Linked DNA regions of Mus musculus: region 1 is linked to region 2. A link is a contact called in public promoter capture Hi-C data. All regions are on one chromosome and are shown on one strand. The core of a region is the stretch at or near the end of the contact, and the rest is flanking DNA. Distances in the headings are between cores, read along the strand shown. Region 1 overlaps Cfap61 (cilia and flagella associated protein 61). Region 2 holds the start of Insm1 (insulinoma-associated 1).

Region 1 (5,859 bases), core at 1,574-4,073, 110 kb before region 2:
TTTCAAGTTCGCACTGATACTGTCAAATGTCCTTGAGGTCTTGCTAAACCTGCACTTTGGAAGGGAACTAGTTGTTACAGAAACAGTGTCATAGAGACATCTAAAAGCCATAATTTGCTGAAACTCCAAGCCACATCTTTGAAATACAAATATTTATATGTGTATGTATGTGTGTATGTGTATATGTACATGTATGTGTTTGTGTGTGATTTATTTCAATATCACTTGTACTCAAACCAAGTCTAGTGTGCAGTGAATGTTCAATAAGGTTTTAGTGACTACAAATCTACAAATGAAGATAGCTCATAATGTTTTTGTTTGGGATCTTGAAATAGGGTATTGCTATGCATCACAGGCTGGACTTGAACTGTTGATGCTTCTGCCTCAGCTTCCTGGGTTCTGGGATTATAGGTATGCACCATCACGACCAGCAGAGTCACAGCAAAACTTCTTACTCTCAGTCTCACCTGGAAATTGGTGGCCAATTGTGATGAAGACAGGCACACCTTTGGCTGAGATTGAGCACACTCATAAATCAATCAATCAATCTTTGTTTTTCTTGCAAGGATGCACATTGGCTGAGCAGGCTGAGGGAACTTCCTCTCACCAAATAACACCTTTGTCAGGCCAACTCACCCCAAGTTTTGGCCTTGATGGTTCAATTTGGAAGCCCACTACCTTCCTAAGCAAGTTATTGAACCCCTTTGTATGTTAGAGTCTGGATAATAGTTTCCTCACATGGGTTGTTGGGAGGATTTGAGGAGCCAAATGAGTTGTTCCCTAGTACAGTATCTCAGCCACAAAGAGAGTTCAATAGACACACCTGTTTTAAGTGTTAAGGTAGCCCTCCCTATCTGGGTTCCTTTCCAAGGTTTTAGTTACCACCAACCAACTGAAACTATTAAATGGAAACTTTTAAAGGCTATGAAAAACTAAGAGGAATTTCTTCAGTTTTAAATTGGACACTGTTCTCAGGAGCATAATAAAATCATATGTAGTCCCACGCAGGACAGGAGTCATTCTTTTGTCCAGTGTATCTAATCGGAATACTCTACAAACCCATTAGTCACTTAGTTGCCTTTCTGGTTATCAGAGCTACTGTTACAATATGGAAGTGTGTTTCTCTAAGTATTTTATTTAATGGCCTCAAAATACAAGAATAATGATGTTGATAGTTCAGTTTTGCATAAAGAAAAGCCACAGGATGCCTCGTTTAAGTGCATATGCAAATGTTTGTGGCAGGTGTGTATTTTTTGGAGAGATGTAGTATATGGCACTGTCCTCCATGGTTTCTGTCATCCAGTACTGGTCTCAGAATGGGCCATGTTGATGGAGATACTGTGACCCGAAGAAGTCCCTGGCATATGGATTTCAGCTCATGCTGAGTATACTGGTAACAGAGACCTCAAGAATATCAGTCTTCACATGAAAGATGGAAATCCACGCACACATGGTTGTGTGCATTTGTGTGTGCTGTGTAGAGGCATCGTGGCCTTCACGAGAGCCTGGGATATCATTAAGGACTTGAGCTCCTCTTTAACAAGGACAGAATGAACAAGCTTTATATTTGTTTATTCTGGATTGGGGAGGTGGGGAAATTTAATTGTCTCCAAAGACAGTGGACCAGGCACTGCCTATGGGTTGCCAGCACAATGGCTGTTCTAAGGGTATTAGCAGGGCATTCAGTGTTGTACAGAGGCCTAGAGCTCACACAGGTCCTGCCCCTGAACACGCTGCTCAAACACACAATCCACATGATCACCCTGACAGTGAGCAACAAGAAGATATCTAAGATGAAGAACGGTTCATTTTCTGGATTACCTCTTCTCAAAAGACTAAATGCTGCTGGAGGCCATGCCAATGCCCGTGATTCATACTGACAACAGAGATCATCATATTGATGTCTGTGATCTGTGCAGTTGGCAGAGACCAGGCTGATATCCATGACATATGTTGCTGCTGGCTGCTGTGAGTAAGGAAATGTCTATTGTAGTTCTCATAACCAAAAGTGAGACACATTGAAGGCTTCTGTGACAACTTTGTTCCCAGCCCCTCCCCCAAAGAAACAGTCCAGACAGAAAGCTATTGAAGAGAGTCTTTTGGAAATGTGATAAAGATGGTCAAGTGTAGCTCTTTACAACTGATGGCTTCTGATAGGGATTGGAGGTGATGAAGAACTCATTTTTTCTTTAAGGGGCTGGCCCCTGGGAGTTTGACCATGTTCCAGTGAGTATATAGACAACACAAACTGGACTTAGTGGGATTTTTTGGTGCGGGGGTGCATGAGGGTGGGAGGGTAGACCTGGGAAGAGTGGAAAGTAAGTGTGATAGGGTGCATTGTATAAAATTCCCAAATAATTAATAAAAATATTATGCCGGGGAGGGGAAAGACAGTGGACTAATACTTGGTCTGGACAGCCAGCTTGTTAAGGGCAGAAGATAAAGGCTCACTATCAAGTAGAAGAAGGGCATTGGGGACACGGGTGTCTACCCAAGGTCAAGTTTAACTGGTTACTTCCTGGGAAATAAGAACCCGGTGAAGGGTGATGGTCAAGGAGCAGTAAACGGGGTGATCTTGTGATCTGTATTTGCATGTCAGCAGAGAGAGACTGACCTGAAAAATCAAGCTACCAAGTACGGTAACAGTCAAAGATGGTCATGTAGTCATAGGTGCAAGTGATAGCCAAAAATAGTCATCTTTACATTTGGTGGCCCGGTGAGCACAACCACTTCCAGTTTATTTTCAAGTTAGTTGGAGGATCAGTGGTATTTGAGGGCAGAGCCAGGAAGTCTGGTGTGTCATAAAAAGAATAAGGCTGTGTTCCTTCCTGCGACCGGAAAGATGGGCTACAGCTCCCTGTTGCTGAGCTGGACAGCTAGTCCGTTTCCTCTTCATATGGAGGAATGTGGGTATTCTTTGTAATAGCTTTCTTTTACTATCACAACTAATTCTCATTGTATACAGGTGGCTGGAGATGCGGGCAGGGGAAAGCAACCAAAGATAGGACCCTTCTCTAAAGAATCTGAGAACAAAGAAGCTGAGGCAGGAGGATCGCCAAGAGTTCTAGGCCAGCCTGAGCTTTTAAAGAGTGAGACTTTGTTTATGGGTTAGCAAGATAGCCCAGCAGATAAAAACTCTTGTTGTTGCAAGACTGACAGCCTAAGTTTAGTTCCCAGAACCCATGGTGGGAAAATGAAAGCAAATTCTGAAAGTGTCCTCCGATCTCCACACGTGCACGTAGCATGCACATGCCTGCATTCATCTCTCTCTCTCTCCGTCTCTGTCTCTCTCTGAAAACACACACACACACACACACACACACACACACACACACACACACACACACAGTTGCATAACTCCTTACATCTACTGGCTGTGGTAGAGGAGCTTGTCCATCTCTTGGGTCCATTCCCTAAGTCCTAGGAAAAGCCAGACTTGGCTTTCCTGTATCACAGAGCGATTGTTCTAGAAGAGTAGTGGATAATGGACATCAGGGACAATGACTGTCCCAGGGAGGAGTAGACTACCCATTGTACACACGCAGATGTCACTTCAGAGTAGGGCCCTCTCCCAGCTGCTCTTTGACACCACGGTCCTCTGCTCCCAAAGGAGAGCCCAGTGGCCGCGATGCAAGCAGCTGGGACTCCACTTTCTGTCCTCTAGAGTTACAGATGTCAATTACCCCAGCTATGCTCGTGGCTCGGCGTCGTGGAGAACAGTGAGTGACGTCATGGCTCAAATGGTGCTCTCAAGTACAGACAAAACCAGGTGGGGGTGTCCTAATAGAACCCAGGAACTGAGACATCAGCGCCGTTTATGGCATTAATTGAAACTAATTGAAATTCATCTGCCCTTACCTCTGTACTTTCCGTGGAAATGAAAGGGAGGGTGAAAGTGAAAAACAAAAACAACAAACCACCCTAATGGCTTGGAATGGATCAATTATTTTCATCTGTAGCTAAATACAGTTTACTGCCTTATTAAAAGCATGTTTGTGGAGGAACAAACATTAAAATTCCAGTGCACGCGTCACCGACGACAGAACCTTTGTTACAGCGAATGCATTCTTCCCTTTATGTTTGGCAGGGAAAAATGAGGCAGGTCAGGCTGGGGTCAGAGAAACCTTATGCTCTGATTTATACAAAGCAGAAATAGTATTGTCTATTTGTAGGCAAGATAGGCTTTGTCAACAAGTGTTTTTTCAAAGTATCCTATGATTTTTTAAAAAATTCTTTCATTAACTAGCAAGTTCTTGATTTCATCCAGATAAAATTCCAATTAGAGTATTTTAAAATCCTGGATCGTGCATCCATTTGCAAGCACAGCACAGGCTCTGGCTGCTGGGTGGGAAGCCTTCTCCCTATGTCTGCATGTTCTGGGCCCACCCACTGGCTGCAATGTGACTTTGACCTCTCCACTCTGCTTTCTGTGGGGGTGGGGTGGGGTGGGGATAACAATAAAACCTATCTTCCAGGCCTGTCTGGGGATGAAGAGGTCATAGAGAATGACCATATGTCTCTTTTGAAGTGGACGGAGGAAACAGAAGTCTTTGTTAAACTAGGACAGAATAGGGCCAGAGAGATGATGGCTCAGAGGATGACGGGCTCTGTGAGCCAACTGGTGACATGAGCTTGAGCCCAGAGCCTGAGGGTGGAAGGAGAGAACTGACTCCAGACTGCTGCCCTCTGACCTCCACAAGCATGCCATGACAGCCATGTACCCCAGGGTTCAGAAAATAATAATAATACACATCATAACTATCATTATTATTATTTAAACAATAAATCTGAACAGAGATCAGGGGTGGTAGTACACACTGTGATCCCAGCATTTAGGAGAACCTTGTCTCAAAAATTAAAGACCACCCCCCCCCGACACACACCCCACTTTGTGGTACGTGTCGGCAATCCCAGGATTTGGGGGTCATCCTCAGCTACGTAGCCTGGAAGAAGGTGATCCTTCTCCAACTTACATACAAAGATTTTTTTTTTCATTTTTTTTTCTTGAGTTCTTGAGCTGCCTGTTTGCAGGTCAGGGTGTCCTTCCTGTCTTCCTCAGCTGAAGTCTCTCTAGAAGCCTCTTTCACCTTTTGGGGTGCCAAATGGGGGTCAGTGAGCTCCTGAGCTGGAACAGAGCAGGTTCTCCCAGTGTCTGAGCTGAAAGAACAGAGATCTCCTGGCCTCTTCTGACATGATTTCTTAGAAAGGTTGTTCCATTACTTTTGTAGTAAATGTCTGACTGGGGGGGAAAAAAGCACTGCGTTTTGTTCCTTGAACTTAATAGAAAGATTAACCTAGCTTTCCGTTCCTACAAAGTGTCTTACCCTTACATCTGAGGGGATTTTCAGACCCTTGACCATGTTACTGTAATCAGGAACCAGGAAGACAAAACTGACTCCCTCCATTAACATAAATCCCGGACCCTTCTGCCCTAAAGAGAGGACTAGAGGCAGGGCACCTTTCCCACAAATTCACTTCAGTCTGAAGCAAGGGATCTTCAGTCCACACAGATCTTCACTTGCATCACCTCCCCACACTTCCTCTCTGTCTGAGAGGTCAGTACTAAAGATGCTCCCATCTCCCCATCTCCTGGGAAGCTACTTGCATAGCTCCTTTGAAAGGCAGCTGCCACCAAGCAGGAGAGTGTCTTCCTGTTCCTTCTTGCCCCAAGGTCACCTTTGGGGCTGCCCTCTGGGACCCTGCCTTCCTTCCCAGGTCTGCAATCTAGTGAAGAGAGGTACTAGCATCCTATGTAAACTTCTACAGAGTTATTTCATGGTGGGACAGTTCACCTTCTGTCTGCCACCTGTCTGACCAGGTGTGGAAGGGATGCTGGAAAGCACACCATGAATAGGCTTC
Region 2 (5,592 bases), core at 1,186-3,685:
GCACCCGCTGAAGGATGGCTGGTGTGAGCACGTGTCCGAATGCGCAGCCTAAGTGTTCCAGGACTTTCTAAGCTTCCATTTATTTTAACTGTACAGGCGTGGAAAATATTCACTGAATATCTTCCACGAATAGATTCACTGAATAGATTTCCTTGACTAAATCAAGAGCTCTGTTTGAATTCCCTCGAGCAAGGTTTTTTTATCTTTATTTTATTATTTGTTTTTTTTTCAATTGTTGGTCATATGCACCCCCACAAATTCAACACACATACACACCTTCTTTACAGTTATTAGTGGATTTTTTTTTGTTTGCTTGTAAGAACTCACTAGGCGACGAACTCTTCCGGCAGCCTTTTGAATAAAAAGAGTGTTACATACGCAAGACTAAATATCCTGATGGGGGTAGCCCGTCGAGCCCCGCCCCATTATTCCACAACCCAGATGGGATTCGTGATTAGGAAATAAAATTGGCCAAAGCTGTCTCGGAATCTCCCTCTCTCTTCTAATTTCATCAGCAGTATTAATCAGCGCTCAAAAGAGCAAAGAAATAACAGTTATTTCCAGATCGAAATATTAATGGATTGTAACTCATTTTAGTATTTCTAACTTTATAAAGACTAGCAACCATTACAACACTTTATATATTTTTCTCTCTTCAGTTGGTGGTTTTAAAAAAAATCATGGATATAAAATCATAAGATTTCTTTCCTCTGAGTTAACTCACCTTGACAACTGTCCCCATTACAATGTACTACTCAAGTGGATTCTGTTGAAAAAACAAAAAACAAACAAAAAACCAAAACCACTATTTAATTTCCAAGCCAGGGTATTTTCAGAGGGAAACCCCAAAACGATTAAATGCCTTCAGTGGAATTTAATCTAAGTCAAACTCAGCAAAAATCTAGGCTCACTTCAAGAGGGAAAAAATGTTTCTCTCACTTTGAGTAAAGTGACATTTTCTCTACAGCTATGACATTTGATGCGTCTTGGCTATTTGTTCCCTGGTGAGGGGCTTCTTAGGGATCTACTTCTTTCCCCAAGAAAAGAACCTTCTGTGTTTTCTCAGCCATTAGCAGGGAAGAGATCCCTAGACAAGTTGCCGGGTCTGGGTCCAAATCTGGCGTCTAGTGTGGCGTGTGTGTACCAGGGGTGTCCTTCGTTGTTGTCTCTTGCCAGTGGCACGGGAGGAAGCGGCTGGTCCTCTCAGGCTGCAGGCTCCCTCTGAGGACAGATTGGCCACCCCCACCTCCCCACACCCCCGGCAGCACGCGTCTCTTTTGCGTCCAGATTGGCCGCGACCCGCGCTCAATAGCGGGAGGTTAATTTCCTTCACAAAGGTGAAGGGGGCACGACTCCGGGGGGGGGGGGCCCCCGCGCCCAGACAGGCGGTTGCTTTATTCCGCAGCGCCTTGATTGGAGCCCTTGATTTAGCATCTGATGTCAACCCACAGACAAAATGCCCGCTCAGAATGAAAATGCATGAGGCTGCGCAGAGGGTGAAAACCAACTTCACCGTGCGTGGCCCACTTGGGTCAACTCCACAGGCGTTGCCTACGCCCTGGACAGCGAGGAGGCTCCTGAAGCCTGGGTCCGACCCTGGCAAAGATGCCAATCCTCCGGCTTCAGGCATATTAGGGAAAGGAACGTAACTTCAGATATTCAAGTTCCTTTTGGAAGCCAGCCAGCAGGCCAGGGATGCAGCCTCGCATCCGAGGGCGATCGAAAACGTGCTATGCCAACAGTTTCTCCAACTCGAGAGAAGCTTTCGAGGCCCGCCGGCAGGTTGAGCCCGTGAGCCCAGACCCGGCGCTCCGCCGAAGCCCGCTGGCTCAACGTGTTTACTCTCTGAAGCCCGGGTTCCCGCGGCCAGAGCACGGTCGGGCCACTGGCTGTCCGGAGTTGAGTTGCGCGTTCCCCTTGCCGATGATTTTCCATACGACGCGCGGAGCTCCCGCGCCCTTCTCCCGCAGCAGCCGCGGCCCTCGGGTCGCCCCTGCCCCCACCCCATCAGCGCGCCCAATTTCCCCCTGGGCTCCGGCTCGCGGATTGAACCCTCCTGACATATTTGGGGCCATTCTTCTCCTTTGTTGCTATTTAGCTCGCGACCCGCGGGTAATCCTCGCGCGGGAGGGGGGCGCACATTGTCGTGCTGATGGACGGGCCCATTTGGCGGCTCCGCGCCCCCCGGAGGAGACACACAAAGCCCAGGCACGTGCGCCTCCCCATAGAGGAGCAGCAGACCGTGAAGGGAGGCGGGGCCGGGCGTGTGCCTGGGCCAGGCGGGGCGGCGGCGCCGGGCGCGGCGGGGCGGGGCGGGGCGGGGCGGCCGAGGGGCGCGCGCTGGGGCCCCGCGCCCTCAGGTACATCTGCCGCACCTACCGGGCGACCCTCGAGTCCCGGCCCCTTTTTTGCCGCTCCGTCGCCCTCCCGCCCTCGTCGGCGGAGGAGCTGCGGACGCTCTGATTGGCTCTGGGGGAAGCGGGAGGCGAGAACAATGGCCCCCTCCCCCCGTTAAAAGGGAGCGGCGCCCGGGCCCGGGGACAGGGACGCGCGTGCGGAGCGCAGAGCCGGGCCAGCAGCCGCGGGCACTGCGGGAGTCCCGAAGCCGCCGCGTGCAGGCGATGGGCTGGGGTCACTGAGGGCCGCCAGGGCCGAGCACGGAGGTGGGACCCAACCAGTGCGTCGCCCTTTTCACCGCGCCAACATGCCCCGCGGGTTTCTGGTGAAGCGCAGCAAGAAGTCCACGCCCGTGTCCTACCGGGTCCGCGGCGGCGAGGACAGTGACCGGGCGCTGCTGCTGTCACCCGGCTGCGGGGGCGCCCGCGCCGAGCCCCCGGTGCCCAGCCCCGGGCCGCTGCCGCCACCTCCGCCGCCGGCGCTCGCGGAGCGCGCCCATGCTGCGCTCGCCGCCGCGCTCGCCTGCGCGCCAGGCCCGCCGCCGCCACCCCCGCCAGGCCCGCGGGCCGCGCACTTCGGCAACCCCGAGGCTGCGCACCCGGCGCCTCTCTACAGTCCCACGCGGCCGGTGAGCCGCGAGCACGAGAAGCACAAGTACTTCGAGCGCAGCTTCAACCTGGGCTCGCCGGTGTCCGCTGAGTCCTTCCCCACGCCCGCCGCGCTGCTCGCAGGGGGAGGCAGCGGCGCCAACGGCGCTGGCGGCGGCGGCGGCGGCACCTGCGGCGGAGACGCGCTGCTCTTCGCTCCCGCCGAGCTCAAGATGGGCACTGCGTTCTCCGCCGGCGCCGAGGCGGCCCGGGGTCCTGGGACCGGTCCTCCACTGTCCCCCGCCGCGGCCCTGCGGCCCCCGGGCAAGCGACCGGCGCCCCCCGCCGCTGTCGCTACAGAGCCGCCCGCCAAGGCAGCCAAGGCCCCGAGCGCCAAAAAGCCGAAGGCCATCCGCAAGCTGCACTTCGAGGACGAGGTGACCACGTCGCCGGTTCTGGGGCTCAAGATCAAGGAGGGCCCGGTGGAGGCGCCGCGGGGTCGCGCGGGGGGCGCGACCCGACCCCTGGGCGAGTTCATCTGCCAGCTGTGCAAGGAGGAGTACGCTGACCCGTTCGCGCTGGCGCAGCACAAGTGCTCGCGCATCGTGCGCGTGGAGTACCGCTGCCCAGAGTGCGCCAAGGTCTTCAGCTGCCCGGCCAACCTGGCCTCGCACCGCCGCTGGCACAAACCACGGCCGGTGCCCGCGGCGGCCCGCGCGCCAGAGCCAGAAGCCGCCACCAGGGCGGAGGCGCGCGAGGCTGCGGGCGGCGGCAGCAGCGATCGGGACACGCCGAGCCCTGGCGGCGTATCCGAGTCAGGCTCCGAGGACGGGCTCTACGAGTGCCACCACTGCGCCAAGAAGTTCCGTCGCCAGGCCTATCTGCGCAAGCACCTGCTGGCACATCACCAGGCGCTGCAGGCCAAAGGCGCGCCCCCGCCCCCGCCGCCGCCGCCACCCCCCGCCGAGGACATCCTGGCTTTCTACGCGGGGCCCGACGAAAAGGCGCCCCAGGAGGCCTCGGGCGACGGCGAGGCGGCCGGCGTGCTGGGCCTGAGTGCGACCGCCCAGTGCCACCTGTGCCCAGTGTGCGGGGAGACCTTCCCCAGCAAGGGCGCCCAGGAGCGCCACCTGCGCCTGCTGCACGCTGCCCAGGTGTTCCCCTGCAAGTACTGCCCGGCCACCTTCTACAGCTCCCCGGGCCTGACCCGGCACATCAACAAGTGCCACCCGTCTGAGAATAGACAGGTGATCCTCCTTCAGGTGCCTGTGCGTCCGGCCTGCTAGAGTGCGCCCTCGGTCCGGGGGCCCCCAGAACTGTGCCTTCACTCGGAGACCCACAAAGAGAGAGCGCCCCCCATGCCTGATCTGGGGGTCCCCTACTCCCATTCCAGGGTGAAAGTGTCCTCTTCGCTTCGCTTCGGTGGAGCATGACCACCTGGTCTTCTCGCTGTGACTCCTTTGGACCCCAACCCCTTTGCGTTGTGCCCCCCCCCCCAAGCCCCATGGCGCAACAGGAGTCCGTCTCTTTCTGTACAGGGGAGGAAAAAAATGCTGTATACGTTTGTCTCGTGGTTGGACGCCTCCTTTTGAGGGGCAAAGCTGTTTTTCTTGCTAGTATTCGCTGTGTTCATGGTCTAGAAAATGCGGTTTGCTCTGCCTACCAATCTCTGCTCTCTATGTCTGTAGCGTACGGGTTGTTTTGGGTGAATCTTGAGGAATAAAATGCCTTTATATTTCACAGGCTGTAAATTGAACTTCCCACACGATTAGCTTTATTATGGCTTGTGAACTGCTGGAGTCTGGCTTTACCTTTTTGTATGTGAACAAATCAAATTGCTTAAAAAAGAGTTTTCTTTAGTATAGCCACAAATGCCTTGACCTGTTGTCTGTTGGGGATTGTTTTTTGGGGGTGGGAGGAGTTCTAACGAGATGCTGTAGTAACTGCCTCAGTATATCCCGGAAGACTTTTGGTTTAATCATCTTTGTTGAGGTAGGGCTATTGAGTTCCTTTGACATGTATATGTTGATTGATGCACAATTGTTATTTATTCTTTATTTATTTATATTAATTATGAAGATTATGATATTATTTGATTGCAGATTCTCTCTCTCTCTCTCTCTTTCTCTCTCTCTCTCTCTCTCTCTCTCTCTCTCTCTCTCTCTCTCTCTGAGCTTTCCCCCTGCCACTTTTGACATTTCACTGTGCATTTTAGGAAAGAATCGTTTTTTCTAGAGGGGTCTGCTGAAAGTTTTAACTTTTCTATCTATCGAGGGAATTACAGACAACATACCATTTTATTCTGCTTGAGGGGCCCCAAGGCCCTTGTACAACCGACAGCTCTTACTTTTAAATGCAATCTCTTTTCTACATACATTATTTTCTTAATTGTTAGCTATTTATAGAAAGCTTCGATAGAACTGTTTCAACTGTATAAATATTTACTATTCAAATAAAATATTTTCAAAGTCAAAATATTGTGGTCTTATTTCAGCATCAAGTAGTTCCCTCCAAGGAGGATCTAAAATAGATTTTAAATGGTGTTTTTTAGTGGTTTCTTAAAAGCACCCTTCTTCCGATGGTTAGGAAAATTCCTCCTCTCTCACAA

The links. Promoter capture Hi-C pulls out the DNA fragments that hold promoters and counts their contacts.
Region 1: a contact with region 2 is called in a promoter capture Hi-C map of pre-B cells. The contact joins the enhancer-like site here to the promoter of Insm1 in region 2. A contact is called at or near these places in 4 of 39 promoter capture datasets (3T3-L1-derived adipocytes, the C10 cell line and pre-B cells), 1 of 15 datasets of contacts at CTCF or cohesin (pro-B cells), 5 of 484 Hi-C or Micro-C datasets (the C10 cell line, conventional type 1 dendritic cells, embryonic fibroblasts and 2 more), 7 of 115 datasets of contacts at active chromatin or transcription factors (SST interneurons, craniofacial prominence, differentiating embryonic stem cells and 4 more) and 1 of 9 other capture datasets (liver).

Annotation. Positions count from the first base shown.
Region 1 is chr2:146,113,693-146,119,551 of GRCm38.p6, forward strand. All of the region lies in intron 21 of Cfap61 (cilia and flagella associated protein 61), which reads left to right. Among named protein-coding and RNA genes, the nearest start is that of Gm34629, 17 kb to the left of the region's middle. Within about 2 kb of position 2,824, at least 31 of the 459 cell types and tissues checked have an H3K27ac peak or open chromatin away from gene starts, as enhancers often do. A contact at or near this core is called in pre-B cells, pro-B cells and stem cell-derived motor neurons, where this site is marked.
Region 2 is chr2:146,219,562-146,225,153 of GRCm38.p6, forward strand. Insm1 (insulinoma-associated 1) reads left to right here and starts at 2,436. Exons shown (of 1, transcript NM_016889.3): 1 at 2,436-5,459. The coding sequence starts at 2,705. The coding sequence ends at 4,270.